2 separate regions of the Lactuca sativa genome follow, and region 1 is linked to region 2. Evidence: chromatin contacts called from public Hi-C data. All regions are on one chromosome and are shown on one strand. The core of a region is the stretch at or near the end of the contact, and the rest is flanking DNA. Distances in the headings are between cores, read along the strand shown.

What was found. Hi-C and Micro-C count contacts between places; a contact is called where the count stands out from the background.
Region 1: a contact with region 2 is called in a Hi-C map of leaf, with 3 times the contacts expected there. The contact joins the promoter of LOC111907048 here to the promoter of LOC111907068 in region 2. A contact is called at or near these places in 2 of 4 Hi-C or Micro-C datasets (leaf and seed).

Annotation. Positions count from the first base shown.
Region 1 is chr7:24,232,495-24,236,434 of Lsat_Salinas_v11, reverse strand. LOC111907048 reads right to left here and starts at 2,007. Exons shown (of 3, transcript XM_042896201.2): 1 at 1,730-2,007; 2 at 877-1,118; 3 at 1-735. The coding sequence starts at 1,782.
Region 2 is chr7:23,988,056-23,992,154 of Lsat_Salinas_v11, reverse strand. It overlaps LOC111907068, which reads left to right and starts at 2,571. Exons shown (of 2, transcript XM_023902863.3): 1 at 2,571-2,908; 2 at 3,254-3,571. The coding sequence starts at 2,616. The coding sequence ends at 3,308. It overlaps LOC111907055, which reads right to left. Exons shown (of 6, transcript XM_023902854.3): 6 at 3,868-4,099.

The DNA.
Region 1 (3,940 bases), core at 758-3,257, 240 kb before region 2:
CTTGTTTATCAATGTCCATGCTACGCATCAATGACTTGAACTCGTCATCGGATTCGGAATCGGAATCATCGCCCAACAATTCCCGTTCTTCGATTTGTTTTTCAAGAATTTTGGCTTTTTTGAGTTCTTCTTTCGCTTCAGTGAGCTTCCCTTCACGCTTAAAGGCGAGTGCTTTTTTCTTAATAGCAATAACCTCGGATTTGTCAATTCCAACATTACCCTTTTCGGTTTTAGGATTCTTCTGAGAGACTTGTTTAAGTAGGGTCGATAATTCTCCTTCCAAAGTCATGTTGACTGGTTTTTTATCAGCATCATGAAGATCATGATCAGACCATCCAAGTTCTCTGAGTTCATTAACAAGATCATCTTTTTGTTTCGGTTGTTTTTCAATTCCAGCTTTTGAGTTTTCATTTACACTTGTGGATGAAAGAGCCTTCTTCCGGTTTTTCCTTAATTCAATCTCTAAAGCTCCCGCTTGTCTTTCAAGCTCCTTTCCCCTTTTGAAAGCTCTCAATGCTTCTTCTGGCTTTCCTTCTGCTTTTAGAGTTTTATGTTTTTTCTTTTCTTCAACAGCTTTTTGTCTCAGTTCTTCAGGAGTAGTTGACTCAAAGTCAACCTCCATGTCAGTATTCGAAGATGAAGCACTTGGACGCAAGTGAACCGATCCTTTTTCTGATGAAATTGATTCGTTTCCTAAGAGATCATCTTCATTATCAGATGCAAGTTTTGAAGCCCCTGCAAAAGAGACCAAAACACCCTGTTTGTTACAACGAACTAGACATGCTTTATGAGGAGGGCATTCATGTCTTTTGCATAGAGGAGAAAAGAGAGTGAGTCCCTGTATGAATTGGACAAAAAAAAAGATACAAAACTGACCTTTTCTACTTTTATTCTTGTGTCCATACCGCATTTCAAAACGAGCTGCCTCTTCTAAAGTTTTACAGGGTTCACAAATACGAACAGGTGAATCACCCTGTCCTCTTAAGTACATTCTTTGTTGGGTACAGCTGCCACAGAACAAGCCTCCACATCTTCGGCAATGGTGCTGCATATTCACATATATGCATACATCACCATTAAGTATTGATATGATTCTAAAGCAGATAACTGATAAGAAACTGAAAAAGAAATGCGTAAACTGAGAAAAGCAACCAAGAACTTGCTAATAATGTCTACTACTAAAGAATATTTCCTCAGAAGTGAAAAAACATACTACATAAACTCAAAGAACAAATGCACCCGGCTTATGCATGTTTAAGAATTACCCTTTTTAATAGAATATGATTATCTAATAACGATTTTCAATCTGAGTCTTGGCTAATGCTAGTGATCATCGAAGTTATTAGTGTAATCTAGACCTTAGAGTACTATAAGTCATCATATGAATTCAAGTCCCAAATAGCAAAGTAGTTCAGATCCGTTTTTAGTTCATTTAAACAAGTTTAAGCTCAATTTTTGAACTCCTTTTAGTATTTGTTGCATTCTCCAATGTGTTTATAACGATTCTCCAAATATTGATTGAATCATGTCAAGTTCGAAGGCGGATCGTAGTTAATTGACTTTGAGAAGTCAACTAGGATTTTACGATGGAGCTGATAGGAAGTTCCATCAAGTTCAAGCAAAATTTAACAATCGATCTCCCTCGATTCAAGACAAAATATGAACAAGGGTGTAAAGTGTACTAAAAGTTTTGAAGTCGTAAAAGTAGGTAAGTTAAATCCGATCAAACCTTGCGATTGATGAAAGAAAACTGGGAAGAACATCCTTGGCAATGTGTCGCATCGATCACCCAATTATTTCCTCTCAGCGATGGTTTCGGAGGCAATCCGATCTTCTCCAACATCTTTATCGATGAAACACGGAATTTGGAAACCAAAAGGAGAGGAAATCGATTTGATGTAATCTTTAAACAAAAGGGAAAATTTGATCAAATTTGTATCTTATACGAAGGAAATCGGATGAGTGTTTGTATTTGATGGATCAATCCACGGTTAATTGATAAACTTAGGGCTCCCAAATTCCATTTGGGGATAAAGCCCATTTAATCCAAAGAAAGAACCCTCTGGTCCGACCCGAAACCCAATTGCAAAAATCACCACATGACCACATCATGGGACATGGGTCGTTTATTTGTCTTGTTTCACCTTTAAATCAGTCCGATCTCAGATTGGACCGAGCCATATTAGAAAATAGGCTAGAAAACAGAATATTGATAATCAATAATCGATTGATCATATTCATAGATCATTTAAGGTCATTTTACTTCTTGACAATTCCTGCATAAGTTCGATTTAACAATAATCCATTGAAAAAAAATCAAAGTTTTAGACAAAAAACAACAATTTTGTTTGCGGACACGTATATAGAAAGTTAATTTAGTAGGAGAGTTTTTAATAGGCAAAACATGAATGTGTATATAGATATACTCATCTATCCAAAAGTGGATAACGACAATGAAATTGACGAATTTTGTAGTTGGAAAACAGGTTTGTGATAAACTGACCGGACTACTCGAGCTGTATGGTTGAAGTTGTCACAGACAGCTTGGGCTGCGATGAAGATGTCTTTTATCTGCCTTCGAGGATATCTAAAATCAACATGTTTCTTCAACTTTCTTTTATTCCGAAGATGTTTTTCCACTGAATTCAAAGTCCAAAATTCTATAGAGGTTTTGATACTATCACTAAGGTCATCCCCTTGACCCCGCAAGGAGGTGCGACCTGGTCGACTATCGTCATGTTCGGGATCAAACATATCTTCTATAAAAAATGTGCACTTTACGCCACTTGTATTATATCACAATTTAAATCTCCATTTGGCACTCGTAATAATTCCAAATACATAAAATGGAAGGTGACACTAAAATCACCGATAAACCATTTACAAAACCAGGATTTTATAGTTTAAAAAGAATTTTAAAAAAAAAGTTATGTCAATTCAAATTTGAAAAACTCGTTTTGGGGTTCGTTTCAAACAGTGAACTTGTTGCTCAAAAAACTCTAATATTGGAAATTAGAGTCAATAGAGTCGGTACCCATTTGATTCTTTGACTTTTGTAAAACATCTTGAACAATGAACATGTATTGCTTCGATCCAGTTATACTGATTATCATAAGGGAGGAGTGAGTCATTTCCTTTCAACCCACTGAATCCACTGCCAAATCAGTTTTTCTCTTTTATTTTTTTCATGTTTCCTAACCCACAACATACGGAAACCCTATATTTTTCAACCCACTCAACTCATTCAATTAAAAGAAAAAATACAAAACAATCAAAGTAAAATCTTAATTAGCAATAGAATTACCGTCGTTACCACTCATTCTTCAGCGGATTGTTTAATTGGTTTCACTAACTCATTTTAGCCTCTCTCTCATTTCCTCTTGTACCATGTGTTTTAAAATCTGTACCCTAGTTGTTTTGTATTTTTTAAATTAAGTGGGTTGAGAAATATAAGATTTTCGTATGTTGTGGGTTGAAAAAGATGAAAAAAAAGAGACAAAAATTAATGTAACAGTGGGTCAGTGGATTGGGGGGAATGAATCCCTCCTCCCTAACAACAAACGAAGTAAACATGACCTAAAGTGAGACATCATCCAATCGTATTATTCATTGGATCACATAAACTATAAAAACAATCATAGGATGTTTTATTGAATTACTTACAGTTGGATGCACTCTAGTTGATTTAGAAATGAATATTAATGTAAAACTATGATCCAAAGCAATGTCCCTCTAATAGCATCACACCTATGGGCAAGATCTGGGAGCAAAGGTTGAGTGTTGGCACAACAAACTAATATACCTTGCAATATGAATCTTAGTGCCTTGGAAACTCTTTTAAAAACCGTAATTTAGCTTTGGAAATCATCCATGTAAGAATGTCAAATATTAGGCAAAGTCTCACTTACATTGTTTATGCAAAATGGCTGCAAGTCGTATA
Region 2 (4,099 bases), core at 1,322-3,821:
ACTCTGCAAGTTAAATGGTTGCTTAATACGGATTTCAGTGCTAAAAGCATATTCAACATGTAACTATAACATACGAAATAATAAGTTTTTAATACAAGTTTCCTTGTACTTTTACTTGTATTCCCCCCCTGAAAACATGAAAAACACGGAAAATGGTGTAGAGGTATGAACTCACCAGACAAGAAATGTGTCGGCTATGATGCTAAGTGTCAGTTTAAGGCTTGAACACGCGCGAGGTTCCTATGTAACATAAGGAGATACATAATTGTATCCAATTAGACTTTGAACTACTAATTAAGTAAGAAAATACACTCCGGGGCACGAAAACACTTTATCTCAAGTGTTAGGAATGATCTGGGTTGCATCTAAGGGTGTGTAGGGCCTAGATAAGGAGTTTACTCTTCAAGAGTAGACCCTTAGGTTGTTTACGGTCCAAACACCATATCCCCATGATTTTACGACCGTAAACTCATGGGTGGTGTGTTCTTGGATGTTTAAAGGTCTTACAATGCACAAGGGAAGGTTCTAAGGTTGCATCAAAGGCTTAGGAAGTGATCGGGACTTGAATTGACCTTGGAAAAAGGGTTTACGGTTCTTGAAGGACCCTTGGGGAGTTTACGGTTGTAAACACATGAGTTTACAGCCGTAAACTCATGTTTGTCCATGATTCATGTGTTTTGGTGGTTGTAGGTTAAGCATACAAAGTTCTAGACCCAAATCTAAGTCATACAAGGTGTTAAGGGCACTTAAACACCCTTGGGAGGTGTTTACGGTTTTGGGAGACCTTCCCAAACCATAAACTCAAGTGTTGCTCATTTGTGCATGGTTTGGTGCATCACATGAAGGAATACAAGGTTCTAGGCACTCATGGAAGCTTTTGGAGGTGTTTAAGGGGCAATTTAACACCTTAAAAGGTGTTCATGGTCTATAAAGGTGTGTTTACGGTCCAAGAATGTTCTTGGGCCGTAAACTCATGTTTACCACCCAAATGACATGATTTTGGTGCTCTAAGCTCGTACATGCAAGTCTTTAAGTCTTAGCTAAACACTAGAAAGGATTTGGAAGGGTTTGGGGGCTTCAAAACCCCTTCATGGGAGTTTACGGTTTTGGGAGGTGTTCCCAAACCGTAAACACAAGTTTTTGAGTGTTTTGAATGATTTAAACATAGATTTGCATGCTTAACAAGTTACACAACAAGTTAGGATAGATCACTTACGATTTTGGAGCTTGAAAGGGGCGTTTTTAGATCAAAACTCGAGTTTTAGAGAGAGAGTAGAGAGAGAAAGTTATGAGGAGGTGGGAAAAAGCTTAAATGAAGTCACTCATCCTTTATATAAGGCTTGAGTTTGTGGCCAAGTGGGAATCCACCCAATACCGACGTTAAACGGGGTTTAAAATTTTACCCGATTAGTTTGTCGTAACCCGAATTAGTTGTAATTAAAACTTTTCCAAATGAATATTGAGGGTGTTTTAACGTGTTTCTAATGTGTTCTGACACTTATGAAGTCAAAATAAAAAGTCCCGATTTAATTAACTTAATCCAAAAGTTAACGGGAAATTTTAATAAAAATAAATTTTATTAACGGAAATGGAATACAGTGACGGAATAAATTTAGAGTTGTCACAAACTCAGCCTTGATGGACTCTCGCCTCAATTGACGCAAAGGGGGAGATTGTTATGAATATTATTTTGCGTCATTGTGTTTGTTTAATAGTTCATTTATGTAAACGGGCTTGGGCTTGTCCACCCGTCATTTATTAGGGTTAGAGTATTTAAGGTGCATGCACCGTGTTTCATAACTTTAGCAATTATTCTTGTAACCCTAATCACGTCTCTACAGTTGCAATTCTTAATCGAGTTCTTCTGAGGCTGTGGCTTATAATCATTAACCATATTTTGAATCATTGTCTTGTTCTTGTTCTTGTTCTTGTTCTTGCTCTTATTTACATTCTGTTTTGAATCTAATTGATCTTTCAAGGATGAATATCCTAACATAAAGTACTAAAGGAATAAAGTCTAAAGTCTAAAACTACAAGTTTAAAATATAATAAATAATATATATGTGGGTCGGTTCGGTTTTCATGGGCGGTTTTATACATCAAAACCGAACCAAACCGTTATTTTTCAGTTTTTGTAAAATTCAAACCTAAAACGTCGATTATTGCTTTGGTTTCGGTTTTTCAGTTTCGGTTATGTCGGGTTTTTTTTTTCGGGTTTTGGTTCGGTTTTTGTTCATCCCTAATAAATTTCAAAAGCATACTTCGAGTCTTCAACTCAGATTTTCGTTCCACCGAAATAAATTATATACTAATTTATAGGACTATAATCAATTTAGTCAACTAAATCAATTCTAAAATCCAAATAATATTATTAAAAAGCTAAATTTACAATCAATCGTTTTCGAATCATATCATAAATCCACCATATCTACTTTTAACTACAATAATTTAAGAATGAGTTAAGTGTGGGAAAACGTCGTAATCAAAAGCTGCCGGCTGCGAATTGATGTCTAAAAAAAAGTTTAAAAGTAAAATAAGATAACATATATAAAAAAGAACATTTATTTCCTTCTTAAAAACACATAGATTCTCGAACTCTTCGAGGCAAACTAAAAATGAAGTTTCTGCTCACTCTTTTTTCTTGTTGTGGCATTTATGAATCCAGGTCTTCATCGGTTTTTAAGGAGAAAAACAATAAAAGTCATAATGTCAGTTTGGTTCGTGAAAAGAAGCTTGGTGGTGGTCGTGGTGGCGGCAATGGTGGTGGTAAAGGTGGTAAAACAGTTGGGAAAAATGGACACTGGCGGCCGTCGCTATGCACGATTTATGAGGAAGATGTGGTCAAGACAAAAAGAATACAAGTGTATGTACCGAGTAATGCACCTTCTGGATACAAGCATGAGTTCGTGTAAGTTATTATGTAGATAAAATTGTATTTTGATTATTTTTTAATTCATCCTCGTATCATACAAAATACTCGTATTATTTTCTAATTCATACTCGCATCATAAAAAACAATTGTATATAAAGGTTGTAAGTTTGTTGAATAAATGATTTTCAAAATATATTTTTGAAAATAATATCATGTGTTCGATGACGGGAAATCTTATTTTTTCTGACTTTTTATTTATCGTTCTTTAGTACATTTATGTCATATAAGGCTTACCAAATTACATATTTTTCTCGTTAATAAAAAACATTGTGTAGTTTTGTAAGATAATCATGATCTTTAACTATTTCATTTTATTTTCAGGTTACAAGGTTCATGGGATATGTTTTCGCCTGTCCCAACATCGTTTTTGTTTTAGATTGTGATTAGCAAAATCAGCCGGTAGATGGAAGCTGTATTCATCAAACTAGTTAAAAACTTATAAAAAATATAGAATTACATAGAACACTAAAAGTTAAAAGCTCCAATAGAAAATATTAAAATGTGTTTTGGATTATGATCTTTTGGTATAAAAGCTTTTCTCTTTTTCCTTTTTTTAGAGTTAAAAGATCTACATTTCTATATGTATTCCTCATTGTATATTTTTTTCCAATAAATTACAATATAAAGAAGGTTTTGTTATTATTGAAAATCTAGAGAGGTGAAGAGACTGGTGTAAAATAGAAACTATAACACTACTAAATTAGAATTTCATCGATCAAATAAATGAAGCATCAAAAAAACACCACCTAAGATAAAACCCGGTCCTAGGGCTAGGGGTCAAATATCCTAAGCCCACTGGGCCGGCCCAATATCACAGATTGAAAAGAAAATTGACCTAACAGATTTATAAACGGAGGTGATAGATGAATCAGCGTAGAAGTGAAACTGTCTAAACGTGCAAACATATTAAAACAAACAAGATGAAGATGAAGATGTGCATGAAATAATTGGCACACTTTTACCCTTTTCAGTAAAAACATCCATCAATCAATCTTTTCCTCGATAAAAAAAAGTGTCAGAAACAAGATTATTGTTTTCCTCTCTCCTCTCCCCTCCCTCCCTTTCTCCAACGTTCATCCCACATATTGGTACTATCACCGAAAACCCACTCACGCTTCATTCAAGTCAACTCTTGACCTTCACGGGCAGCTTCAAGAAACATAATTT